Regions from separate parts of the Mus musculus genome. Here region 2 is linked to region 1. Evidence: chromatin contacts called from public HiChIP or PLAC-seq data. All regions are on one chromosome and are shown on one strand. Each heading gives the region's core, a stretch centred on a gene start, on an enhancer-like site or on the middle of the called end of the contact. The rest is flanking DNA. Distances are from core to core; before and after follow the strand shown.

Region 1 (6,669 bases), core at 1,586-4,085:
CTCCACAGTCAGTTCTTCTAACATCTTTCAGCTAAAGCCAGAGGCTTTCTCTTGAAATGGGTACTGAGTGGGATTCCTGGCCCGAAGCCCAAGTGAGTTTCACCAGCCTAAATGTGTGTGTTTCACATACTACTGAAAGCTGGCATTTGCCAGGCGTGGTGGCACACGCCTTTAATCCCAGCACTCAGGAGGCAGAGGCAGGCGAATTTCTGAGTTCGAGGCCAGCCTGGTCTACAAAGTGAGTTCCAGGACAGCCAGGACTACACAGAGAAACCCTGTCTCAAAAAACCAAAAAACCAAAAAAAAAAAAAAAAAAAAAAAAGAAAGAAAGAAAGAAAAGAAAAGCAAGCAAGCTGGCATCTGCGTGTGAGTCCCCTAGGAGCTGATATGTTTAGTTTGTGTAACTCATCCATGAATGCCTGTCTGAGATGTAACTGATGTGCCCTTTAGTGCGATAATCAGGAGTCACCTGTCTACAAGGAGCCTGGTGGATGGTCTTCCATTTGCTCTTAAGTATGTGAAGTCACTTTGAGCCTTAAGGGGACAACTGGGCTTGAAATCCCACTGTCTATGGCTGCTTGTGTTTAAGAACAAAGCTGTTGATGTTCCTCTTCGCATCGTTGTGATGGAATACCTGATAAGAAGCCGCTTAAGAGGCGAGAGGCACAATCAGAGTGAAGGGAGGAGCTTGTGGCTGTAGCGGCAGAAGTATGTGGCTGTCTGCTCATATCTGGGTGGATCAGGAAGCCGAGACAGAGTAGGAAGCAAGGCCTGGTTGTTAACCTCAGGGGCCACGACAACCACTAAAACCTTATAGAGGTCCTTTAAGATAGGAAAAATTATGGGTTGTGGCTTCAGCAGGTTTCAGTCCACCACTGTGGAGAAGGCACAGAGGAGCGCGCACCACAGAGCATGAGGCGGAGACTTCTCACATTGTGGTGGGCCAGGAATGCAGACCAGGACTGAATATAGCCAGGCTATAATGTTCAAAGGCTTTTCATTTCTCAGAGTTCCCACAAGCTTCCAAAATAGCGCCACCAGCTGGGGACCAAGTGTGCAAACACATGTACCTGCAAACACTTTCATCCCTGAACCATAATAAAGGCATAATGTCCACAAAGGACATTGACACAGAGAGCCAAGCAGCTGTGGAAGCTTGGCCCCTAAGAGTGGTCAATCTTTATCAGCCAGAACTTACACTGGCCAGAGTTTTCTGGACTTAACAGGCTTGGCTTTTATGTAAGAGTGGCAATGAGTCATGTGCGCCAAGTCTGGTGCACCGGTCCGGATGGGAGTCCTCCTGCCTCTGAGTCTGAGGGTTTCAGATGGACACCTGAACACATGCACCCCAAATTTATCTGCAAACTCTGCCGTTCAGGAAGCTGTCAGAGCACATGGGCTCCTGTTTGGAGCATAAGTCATTCTCTGGTTCTAACAAGAAAGAGAAGGCAGAGAGCGCCGAGCAGCACAATTCACAAAGTCACAAGGTTAAACCATGCATCGCAAATCCTTCCTATCCACACGCTCAAGTATAATCAGCCTCTTTTAATTACCAGGGAATATTGGGCCTCGGGGAAGCGAGTGCTCTCGGCCTTGTGATCCCAGCAAGGTTCAGGAGCTGGAGTGGGTTTGGCTGAGTCACCCCTAACAGCCTGACCCCACGCGCATCACGCGCATCACCTGACCGCCACATGCTTCAGCTAGCCCAGCTGTAGAATGGAGTAAACACAGCCGGGAAGGGCCTGGGGTGGTAGCGCTGGCTCCTGCGCATGCTGCCCTTGGAGTTTCTAAGGGGCACAGGTTAGCGTTGCTGCACCAGTGTCCGAGGGATCCTGAGCAGCCTTAAGTCCAAACCACCTTTGGAAAAGAGCCAGTTTCATATTCTTTGGGTTTCAGTTAAAATTTAAAGTCTTAAAAGTATCAGTATAGCTTGGTCACACAGTTTCATTTGTATTGTTCTATTTTTAGAGAAGCATCGGTGATGTTTCTATGCAAACTGTTCACCCTGATGATGAGAACAGAAGTGCTCTGAGTGGTAAATGCCAGCCATCATTCCATAAACCAAGGTATGTATATGTGTTAAAGTGCAGGGTGACCCTAAGGAAAAGCAGAACGGTAAGGACAGATTAATGACCTGGAATTATCCCCAGCAGGGTAGTAGGCAGGAAAGACTATCTAACAATTGTTAGAATGATCCAACACATTTAAAATTACTTCCTCCTGCACATAAAGATGGGAGGAGAAAGACCCTGTGCGCAGAGAACAGGCCCTTTATCTCTGCATTTCCATTTCTTAAATTCTTTCTTAGTGTCTTACAAAATGTCTGCATCCTTTTCTTTTTCTTTTCCCATAGAAATCCATTCGAAATGTCCCTGGTCTCTGCACTTGGACTGCGGCTGCTGTAGATAGCCCAGCCTGCAGCACACCTATAGAGCCCGAGACACCGTGACACGTGTGTGAACTGAGGCTTGAGCAACTCCAGGCCTGGAGGCCACCCCACCTGAGAATGGAGTGGGACTTTAATTTTTTTTTTTTTTTTTAAAGAGGAGTCTGGGCCTTAGGAGTGATGCCTCTGTGGGTGGCTTCTTAGCTCCTCTTTGCCCATGGCCTTCAGCCTGACTCCTATAATTCTGGCTGGCTGGCTAGCAAGCTTGCTAAAGCAGCCAGCTCCTTAGCTCCTCCACTGCTGTATCTGCTTAGTTTGTTGAGCAACATCTGATCTGGAAGGCAGTTCCCTTCTTTCAAAATTAAGAACCCGTGGTGAGGAGCCTGCTTTCCTCTGAATCTGTTTCACTTGGTGAATATTTGAAATCCCCCAGCAGGTGGCGCTGTTTTGGGAGGCTCTGGAGCCTTTAGAGGATAGAGTGGAGCTGGAAGAAGCTGGTCATCGGGAGGAGGCCTTTCAAGGGCCCTGTTGCCAGTCCTGTTTTCTACTTCCTGGCCAGCCATGATGTGCCGAGCCTCAGCCACATAATCCCAGGATATGAACTCCTCTGTGCATTCCCCACGATGATAAATGAACCCGACACCATGAACCCCCAACAAATGTCTCCTCAAAATGTTTGTGCAAGGAGACGCAGGAGTAAGAGACACAGAGCTGAGTCCTGTGTGTGAATACTAAGTGTGTATGAACATCCTTAGGTACAGAGGCACAGTTGTCAGTGTGTGCATTCACCTATAGTCCCATGTAGGTGTCCTGGTTAGCATTAACTGTCAACCTGACACAGCCTAAAGTCATCTTCAAGAGGAACTGCCTGGATCAGACTGGCCTGTGGGCATGTCTGCGGGACGGTCTTGGTCACTCATTGCTGTAGGCAGGCCCAGTGGGCCACAGCATTCTCTGGGCAGGTGGTCTAGGCTAGAGCAGAAGAAAGCTAGCCAAGTGTGGGTCTGCAAACAGATCAGTAAGACAGCTTGTGATAGCAGCTAAGATAAAACAACCCCCTTTCTTCCCTAAATTGCTTTTGCACAGTGTGTTTTGTTTTGTTTTGTTTTGTTGTTTTTAATTACTGCAAAGAAAGGCAGCCACGGAGCAGAAAACCCTCTTTCTGTAGCCAATTCCCTCAGAGATGAAAGCAGCCCAGTGTCTTAGCCCCTCCCCCACAGTCAGTATCAGAAAGGAAGTTGGTTTTTGTGAGACAAAGGGAAATGAGCTCAGGTCAATAGAGGCTCTAGAGTGATATCTCCCTAAGACAACACAGCCATTTACAATCCCTATAACTAAAACTGAGGGACAGAGACAGAAGACCTTCTCAACCTTCCTGGAGGCTTAAAGAGGCAGCATGATGCTGGGACCTGCTTCCCCTGAGCAGATAGATGTGCTGAAGATGGCCCAGAGCCCTAGTCAGCAGGGAAGGCAGTCTGGATGACATTTGAGCTCTCAGAGAGTTAAGTTGCAGTGTGAAATAGAAGTGATTTCTCTTATTCACACAAGAGAAACCAAATCCCACCGTCAGTTTTCTTGAATCACTACTCTACGTCTGGTAACCGCTTTCAGGTTCAGGAGAGCTGCAGAGAACTTAAGAGGCCTTGCCCTCAAACGCCCAGTGTTCAGTTGGGAATAATGAGGAGGTCTGGAATGTGCTGGCTGATAACTGCCGTGAAGGAAGGAAGCCACCGCTGGGTAAAGGGAGGGAGGGAGGGAGAGAGAGAGAGGGGGGGTGGGGGGGAGGGAGAGGGAGAGAGAGAGAGAGGTGAGATTTGGTGTGGAGTAGCAAGGGCTCTTCCTCTTCAAAGGATGTGATGTGGCCGAGCAGGCAGAGGGCGGAGGCAGCCACAGGAACCCTTTGCACATGAGTGTCTGAACGAGAATATAAGGTCCAGAGGTATGACTGAGTCAGCGTGGCTGAAGGCCACAGTGAGGATTTGCTCTCTATAACCTGAGAAGCTACAGGAGGTTCCCAGGGGAGCAAGTGTTCTGCTTCATTAGTGGGAGGGTGGGGACTGCCAGGTGACGTCATGGATAGGAGCAGAGTGACCAGTTAGGATGTGTCTGCTGGAGTTGAGGTGGTTGTGGCTAGACTACGCTTAAGGCCGTGAGGGTGTAGGGAGCAGGGAGATTTCAAAGGAAACCTCAAGAGAACTGGCTTGTGTGTTGTGGGCTGAGGCACCTTTGAGGCTATGGGCTAAGGAGGTGGAAGAGTGAAGTTGTTTTCTAAGATGAATAAGAATGGGGTGGGAGGTGGTCACGGTGCGTTCTCAGATTTGCAGATGTTTTCACTTTTGCTATGATTGTGTTTGACAAAGTCATCTAGAAAACAGCTCAGTGAAAAGGGGCCTGACGCACAGGGTGATGTTCCCGTGAGCTCTGGTCACATCTTTTTTTCAACCGCTTATTTTCTGTGTGTTTCTGTTTAAAGACACCATGTTCAGGGTATATTGCTGACTTGTTAACATTGAAATTGTCCAGCAACACTGCAGCTTATGCCCGAAGGGAGTGTGCCTAATATATTTTCTTTGTCGGGCAAAGTCTCTGCTTTCTTGAACTTTGGGACACAGAATAGCACTTCAGTGCAATATCTACAGGGCATTTACACAGAAAAACCACCAACCAAAAGCACCCATGTGCATGAAAGTGCAGTCTTCACTCAAGTGATGCAAGTGTGCGAAGATGCTGCCATGATGACGGCTGAAGCATTAGGACAGAACACCACCTTGTGGAACAACAGCTTGGACACGGAGTCAGGTGACTCAAATCTCTTGGCTGCTCCGTGCACATCGGAAATGAATTATGAGAGCATCATGGGTATTTAGAGAGCAGGTGCATTTGCAAATGTGGGATTCATGAACAACGGGGAACTGTTGGATTCAGACAGGGGAGCTGCTGAACCCCGTGGAGGTCTGAGAAGTGAAGCGGCTTCAGGGGACTCCTGGGGGCTTTGATTTGGGTGCTATTTATTGCCCTGTATCTTAGTCTCTGTGTATAGTTGGCTGAAGAGGGCTGAGATCTCAGGAGTTAAAACAAACAAGAGGGGGGGGGTTCCAAAGATAGACTCTTGGGATGTCCAGAAAAGGAGAGAGAGAGAGAGAGAGAGAGAGAGAGAGAGAGAGAGAGAGAGAGAGAGAGAGAGAGAGAAGAGACACAAGAGTTGATTCAAGAACAAAGGCCTTGAGTGGTCAAAAGCTGTTGGAGAATCCAATCTAACAAGACTCAGAATCGACCGTCCAATGAGGTGACATGGGGTTGCTGGTGATTTTGATAGTTTTATCTGGGATCATAAAGTTCAAGGCTCACTGAAGTGTGTGGAAGTAGAAATGCAAACTTCTTTCCAAGAGTTTGGATATAAAGGAGAAAGGTACAGAGCAGAGGGAGCTAAGGAGAAAGCTCTGTGGTCAAAGTACTTGCCACTCAAGCATGAGGATTGGAGTTTGGATCCCCGAAGCCCAGGTGAACCCTGGTTGGGTTTGGTGGCTGGTTTGTGCGTCCAGCCTTGGGAGATAGAGGCAGGAGATCCCCAGGGCAGGCCGGATACTACCCATGTAGGTGAGCTGTGGGTTAGATCAAAAGACCCTGCTCCACCAACGAATAAGGTAGAAGTGAGGGGAATTCCTAAGACCAGCCTGGGGCCACCACAGTCACATGATCTCACTGCGAGTGCACTCTGCTCCCCATGCCTGTGCCCATACACACTTGCAAAATGTGCATACGTGCACATGCATGCCGCATGCGTGCACGTGCACACACATGTGCTCATGCTCACACACACACACTTCAGAGAAAATAAAAGGTGGCAAATGCTGTAGGATCTGGGAATTTCTCTTAAAGGGGACCATGAAGCATGTTTGCTGGGGAACAGACCCCAAGGCCCACAGAGAGGAGGAGGAGGAGCCAGCAGATGGTGGTTGGTTTTTGTATCAAGCACACACTGTGAATATTCTCAGTAGCTTCATTCGTGGCTGAGGCCACAAGAGGTCAGGAGCTTGTTCATAAAGTGATTCCATGGCAGAGTCCGGATACAGATGTGGCCCTGCTGGTCCTGGAGCATCTGGCCTCACAGCTGTCACTTGAGAATGCAATCAACACCCAGGATTGATCACCTGGTACCTGCCAGTCGCTCATCCAGGCTGGATGGTAGAGGGGGTGGAACGGAAGCCCAAACCGCTGCTGCCTTGGAAACATCACACTCTGACCAGAAAGAGGCTGAGGAGAAAGGCTGAGCTGCGGTTTGA
Region 2 (6,669 bases), core at 2,502-5,001, 150 kb before region 1:
GATGTTGCTTTCATTCTTTACATATTCTGGCAGATCCCCAAAGGAAGAGCTTTCTCCACAGCCTTCCTTCCACCCCTGAAGCCTCAGCTGCACCCTATCTTCCTCCTATCTCCCCTGCAGATTCTCCTACTTCAGGCAATTTGCCTGATAATTACCATCCAAGGTGCAATGCCCAACACCTTCATCAGCCTCCTCCTCAGTACACAAACATACTGAAATATCTTCCTGAAGGGTGGGGGAACAGTACCAGCTTAAAAGGAACAAAGATTTATTTTTGCTCACCATGGTGTCAGAGGCATCACCATGCGCACTGGGCCTTGTCACTTTGGGTCTATCCTGGCAAAGTCTACCAAGAACTTGAGGTAGGCAGATGCAGTTTCCCACACAATGAAAAGAGAGGAATGGCAGGGTCCCAGTATCTATGCCAGGGGCATGCCCCAGGGACACAGCTTCCTCCCACTAAGTCTCACTTCCTACAGGCTCCACCATCTCCCAGCAGTGTCAAATGTAAGACAATGTCTTTGATACATGGACTTTTAAGGGACATTTAAGATTCAATCCATAAGCTCTGGAGAGATGGATGGCTCAGTGGTTAAGAGCACTGACTGCTCTTCTGAAGGTCCTGAGTTCAAATCCCAACAACTATGTGGTGGCTCACAACCATCCATAATGAGACCTGATATCCTCTTCTGGGGTGTCTGAAGATAGCTACAGTGTACAAAATCTTAAAAAAAAATTCAAGCCATAACAAGAAAAGCTTTATACTTGAGTGTGGTTCCATTAGTCATTGGCTATTTTCCATTTTGCCCCATTTCTTTAGAAAGAGGTGGCTCCACAAATTTATTTGCTTTTATTTCATGTGCACGAGTGTTTTGCCTACATGTATGAATGTGCACCATGTGTGTGAAGTGCCCATGGATGCCTTCCCACAAGCTGGAGTTAAAAATAGGTATGAGATGCCCAATATGGGTACTGCAATTGAACTTAAGTTCTCTGCAAGAGCAGCCAGTGCTTTAACTTTTGAGCCATCTCAACGATCCTAGGGATGTATTGTTTAATTTTTTGTCAACTTGACATAGGCTAGGGTCATCTGCGAAGAGGAAAGCTCAACTGAGAAAATGCCTCTATAGACTGGACTGGGGGTAAACCTAAGGGGCATTTTCTTGAGTAAATGATTGCTGTAGATGTGGCAGCTTACTGGGGAGTGGTACCTTCTCTGGGCAGGTGGTCCTGAGTTCTATTTAAACAAACAGAGAAAGCTGAGTAACTCGTGAGGAGCAAGCCAATAAGCAGCATTCCTCTGAGGCTTCCATTTCCTTCCTGGCCTGGCTCCCCACTGATACATTGTAGCAGTGAGTTGATACATTGTGAGTTGCAAGATGAAGTAAACCCTTTCCTCCCCATGCTGCTTTTAGCCATGCTGATTCACCAAGCCATAGGCGCCCTAAGACAGTGACACTGACAGCAGGGTCCACAAACAAATACTTGATTTTTCTCTGCAGATTTCTCCATACTCCCTTAAATCTGAGCCTTGAACTTACAACCTTCCTGCTGTCATCCCTCGAGTAGCCAGGCCCAACTAGACCCAAGGGCCCAACTAGAAGCTGTGCTGTTAATATGGATAAAGAGCTAATTACAGGTAATCTGCTGGCTCACTGATTTCTGTTAGATTCATGTCTGCCGGGCTGTCCATGTCATGTTCTGTTTGAATACCAGCTTTTGTCAGTTCCTTCAGGAATTCCTCATAGTCCTAGGACTGCACCACCGAGGGATGGTGGACTTCCTGGGCTGCACTGAAACCCGCGTGAGTGTAGCACACCATCCTGAGTGGAAACGGAACGTGTGCTTTCTGTTCTGCCTCTGACTTAGTGACTTTAATCTGTGCGCTGCAATTTTCTCACTGGTGTACAGAAAAAAATGTAAGGCAAATGCTGAGTCTCCTTAAGTGCCTCTGTAGGTACACAGCAGACAATAATTAGCTTAGATTCTGAGGGAACAGCAGGAAGTTAGATTCAGAGATCCCAACCTAAGATTGGGCATCCTTTATTATCTCCCTTAACATCTTGGCTACATAATTTCCTTTTGAATAAAGTTTCCAAATGTTAAAATAACCATAGAAGAAAGTCTAAACTCCCCATGGAACTGGGACTTTTTTTTTTTTTTTTTTGGTTTTTCAAGACAGGGTTTCTCTGTGTAGCCCTGGCTATCCTGGAACTCACTTTGTAAACCAGACTGGCCTCAAACTCAGAAATCCGCCTGCCTCTGCCTCTCGAGTGCTGGGATTAAAGGCGTGAGCCACCACTCCCCACTGGGACTATTTCTTAGTAGCTGCACACTGTACTTTGTCCTAAATGGTACTGCACGAAGGTATACAAAACCTTACCCATTTAAAGTTTGAGAATAGGTTGAGATCGTTTCGGCCCCAAGACCTCTAATCATTCGCTTTACCGGATAAAACTGCGTACGTCGGGAAAAGAGCGAGAGCGCCAGCTATCCTGAGGGAAACTTCGGAGGGAACCAGCTACTAGATGGTTCGATTAGTCTTTCGCCCCTATACCCAGGTCGGACGACCGATTTGCACGTCAGGACCGCTACGGACCTCCACCAGAGTTTCCTCTGGCTTCGCCCTGCCCAGGCATAGTTCACCATCTTTCGGGAAATAACCAGGTTTACCCATCTCTTCTGAGCCTCCTGGAGAGCACCAGATCTATAGCTGCCTGTCCTAGCACATTGCAAGTGCTAAAAGTAGCCCTTAAAGGTTGCCTGGGTGCAACTGTCCATCTCTATCCAGCATGCCAACACCCCCTGGACATTTAGCAAGTGTGAAGACTCACTGGGAGCCTCATAGACACTATTATTTAAACACAGGGTGGTGCACACTTGTGATCCCAGCACTTGGGAGGTGGAGACAGGAGGATTAAAAAGTCAAGGTCTTCTGTGGATACACGGCAAGTCTGAACCCAGCCTGGGCTGCATGGGACAGTCGCAAGATATAAATGAGAACAAAGGGCTTTTAAAGACAAACAAGCATGCGAGGTGTCATGATTAGCCCAGCCTCTCTACAAACAGTTATTTCATTGTTGAGTTTTAATTAATTATTATTGTGTGCAGCCATGTGTATGGTCTGAGAGTCACACGTGTGGAGGTCAAGGGTTCATCTCTGAGGAGTCATAGATAGCTTCCACTGTGGATCCTGGAAATCAAAATGAGGTCAGCAGGTTTTCCCAGCTCAGTCACCTCACTGGCCAGGAACAATTATTTTGAATGCGAGTACCTCAATAAGAAAAGAAGTTTTTTATTTTTCTTTTCTGGTTTTTTGTTTGTTTTTCTCTTTCCTTCCTTCCTTCTTCCTTCCTCCCTCCCCCCTCCCTCCCTCCTTGCTCCTTTCTCTCACCCTCCCTCCTTTCCTCCAGTGCTCCCTCTCTTTCTCCCTCCCTTTCTTCCTTGTCGGTTGGATTACATTAAAAAAAAAAAAAAAAAAAAAAGCTCAATTTAACTTTTGTCAATGACTCCACAGCTTTTATTTAGTGCAGCCGAGCCCATTTTGGATTCAGTGATCTATTAATTAAACACAAGCGGTTTAAGCATTCATCACCTTGTCTTGTACTTCCTGGAAACAAAAAAGTAAAGCAGGCTGGCATTCCCATCACACAGGCCCTGGGCGCCAGGTCCCTGTGCGTTGGCAGTTGGCGACCCCCCTCGGGTCCCCCTCCTGCCAGTGTTTTCCACTTTTGCTCAGCCCAGTCTCAGCAGACTGGGCAGGCCCAGCAGCAAGGCCCAGGCGCAGGCACCACCGAGGGAACATGGGGCGCAAGCCGAGCCCCAGGGCTCAGGAGCTGCCTGAGGAGGAGGCGCGGACCTGCTGTGGCTGCCGCTTCCCGCTGCTGCTGGCACTGCTGCAGCTGGCGTTGGGCATCGCGGTGACCGTGCTGGGCTTCCTCATGGCGAGCATCAGCCCCTCCCTGCTAGTCAGAGATACTCCGTTCTGGGCTGGGATCATTGTAAGCATCAAGTCTGTTCGGCCTAAGCACCAGCGGGCATGCGAGCCGCATGGTGGAGTGGAGACTAACCCAGCTGCATGCGCCCCCACCCTGGCTGCACCCCTAACTGCTTGGAGATTGACTTTGGGCACACTTGGGCTCCCCAGAGGAAGGCTGGGAGCAGGATTCTGGCTTTCGCCTGCCTGAGGCTTCTTGCTCCTCCCAGGGCTCTGACTCAGTCTACAGGGGAGGCCCCGTGGACATCTCGCATAGCCTCAAAGATAACTGCAGGCCCACCCTGTGTGGCTTGGTCCTTGTCTCATTCCCCAGGCCCCACGTGCGTCTGCATAAGTAGCACTGAATGAAGTTCATCCTGGGAAAAGCAGGGTAGGAAAACCTTAAGTTGGAGTTGCCACACTGGCTTTGTTAAACTACAGTTCCCTTGTAAGAGTCATGAATCACTTTCCTAAGGCAGGGCTGGAGACGACTGCAAGCACAGGCTTAATCCACACAGTGTAAGGTGGGCTGAAGCTTTGCTGGCTCCAGTGGAGTTCATTTGGGGTTGTACTAATGCCAGATGCACAGTACTCTGTTGGTGTGTGAGTTCTTGAAAGTAAAATAGATACGGCGTACGGAATACCTACTGTATGCCGGCTCTGCCAGAGATCTCCCCTGTGTTTGTAACTTCACATCTTATGGGACAGTCCTCAAGTTAGAGAAACCAGGCTGGCCCCGCCCAAGGTCATGAGCTGGGAAAGCAAAGGCAGGACTGGCTTCTCTGTAGCCGAATTCTGGCTATGCTAATACTTACCTTATTATCTAAAGCCAATGCTAAATTCTCAGGCTGTCTCGTTTGACCCATGCAACGGTGGGGATTGTTATTCCACTCTGGACACGGGGAAGCCCATTAAGATACCTGACGTCCTCAAGCCCAGAAGGTAAACGTGGCAGAGTCAGGAGAAATGAACATGGCCCCTTGGCCTTCCAGCTCCCCTCTATCCTTACTGTTGCTGACCACACACACACACACACACACACACACACACACAACCCAACATAATTTTGTATGGGACAGAACCTGAAGACACCTGATGCATATTCATAGGTGCAGATATTTTTAAATTAAGATTATTCAAACTCACAAATCTTTGCAGAGTAATTTAAAATGTTTAATTTGTGTACTGAGAATTCCCTTGAAATTATCGTGATTGGAGTTTTCTAAGTCAAATGATTTTAAAAATAACCTCTCATTTAGACATACTGGATATTTTGGTCGCCTCGATGGCTGTCAACATACTCCGGGGAAAATATCTGTCCTTGAAGGCCAGGCAAAAGGAAGGAACAAGGAATGAGGGCTGGTTTTGAAAACCAGCTTTTATTTCACTTCAGAAAGGCCAGTTCCAAAGAAATGAGTTAGATAGGGGGACAAACTGTGTTCTAATGTTTACGGCATGGCACAAAAATCCCAAAGCTTCAAGAGTCAAAAGCTCTGGCGAAATTCCTGATGGCTTTCTGGGCGTGGCACGAAGAGCTCTTTCTCTTGTTCCTTCTTTATGCTAGGGTTAAGTTGAAGTGCACCCCTAGCCTGTGGCCCCACTTGGCTTTTGAGAGAGACCCGGCAGAGGCTGTCCCAACCCACCCAGGGAGTCTCCTAGAAGCCATGTGGGGCCATGCCTCTTGTCAGCAGGATGAGGGCTGTGGGCAGGGTGTCACTGTCTCTCAGACACAGGGACCCTGTCCTTGTCTGACCACAGTGTGGTTGGTCTCCAGACACCCTTCTAGGCTGTCAGGGAGGGAGAGACAGATGGTGAAGGCAGGTGTGTAAACACCGCACCTGGTGCTCAGTCCTGGCTTAGATGTTATTTGCTGAATAACTGTGGGCAAGTTATTTAATGTCTCTAGGTTTCAACTGGGGGGGCACTCAGTGTGTGTGTCTGTGTTCATGAGTGTATACATGTGCTGAGAAGGAAGGCATTGACCTGTGAAGGTCAGAGGGCAACATTGTGATCCATTTCTTAGTCACTTCTCCATTTATTTATTTATTTATTTATTTATTTATTTATTTATAAGACAGTCTCTCACTGAACTCAAATGGTCTAGTCTCACCAAGTGGACTAGACCGGCTGGCCATGGAGCCCCCAGGATGTCCCTGTCTCTGCTCATGGAATGCTGAAGTCATAGACACTTGTAGTCGTACTGATCTTTTTCTCTGGCTACTGGAGATAGGAGCTCAAGTCTACATATCTCTGCATGGGGTGCTTTACCTGAGCCATCTCCCCAGCCCTGCTTTCCATTCCAGCCCTCAGGTTCAGCCTGAGGAGTCAGCAAGTTACTGTGTGCAAAGCCCTAGGCACAGTGCCAGCCCATAGTTAGCAGGTGATGATCTATCTCCCTGCTTTAGCTGTTAGGGGAACAGTCGCCGGTGGTGGTCTTCCTCAAGGTTCGAGCAACCTTGGATCATCTCCAGGGTGGCAGAATAGTCCCTTTTGAATCTCTCTGTTTCACAGATCACTTTGAGCCCCAAAGGAGGTATTGCTTTGGCCATCTCACCTTTCTCTGTTCCCAGCCAAGGCACCGTTTAGCAATTTCAGCACTGTGACATTAGCCTAGTGCATCCTGAATCTCTCTGGAGATTGATGATAATGAATGTGGAGGGGAGAATCTCCCAGGGGTCATTTTCCGTCTTGGA

The links. HiChIP or PLAC-seq counts read pairs in DNA pulled down with a chosen protein or histone mark.
Region 2: an H3K27ac HiChIP or PLAC-seq map of heart atrium shows a contact between it and region 1, with 4 times the contacts expected there. The contact joins the promoter of Sspn here to the enhancer-like site in region 1. A contact is called at or near these places in 4 of 39 promoter capture datasets (the 3T3-L1 cell line, 3T3-L1-derived adipocytes, hippocampal neurons and 1 more), 4 of 484 Hi-C or Micro-C datasets (bone marrow-derived macrophages, cerebral cortex, muscle stem cells and 1 more), 3 of 115 datasets of contacts at active chromatin or transcription factors (fibro-adipogenic progenitors, heart atrium and pancreatic cancer cells) and 3 of 9 other capture datasets (adipose tissue, liver and macrophages).

Annotation. Positions count from the first base shown.
Region 1 is chr6:146,076,651-146,083,319 of GRCm38.p6, forward strand. It overlaps Gm32838 (a long non-coding RNA gene), which reads left to right. Exons shown (of 4, transcript XR_001785421.1): 3 at 1,969-2,066; 4 at 2,823-3,617. Among named protein-coding and RNA genes, the nearest start is that of Gm35544, 6.4 kb to the left of the region's middle. Within about 2 kb of position 2,836, at least 92 of the 459 cell types and tissues checked have an H3K27ac peak or open chromatin away from gene starts, as enhancers often do. A contact at or near this core is called in bone marrow-derived macrophages, cerebral cortex, fibro-adipogenic progenitors and 4 more, where this site is marked.
Region 2 is chr6:145,930,371-145,937,039 of GRCm38.p6, forward strand. Sspn (sarcospan) reads left to right here and starts at 3,752. Exons shown (of 3, transcript NM_010656.3): 1 at 3,752-4,001. The coding sequence starts at 3,804.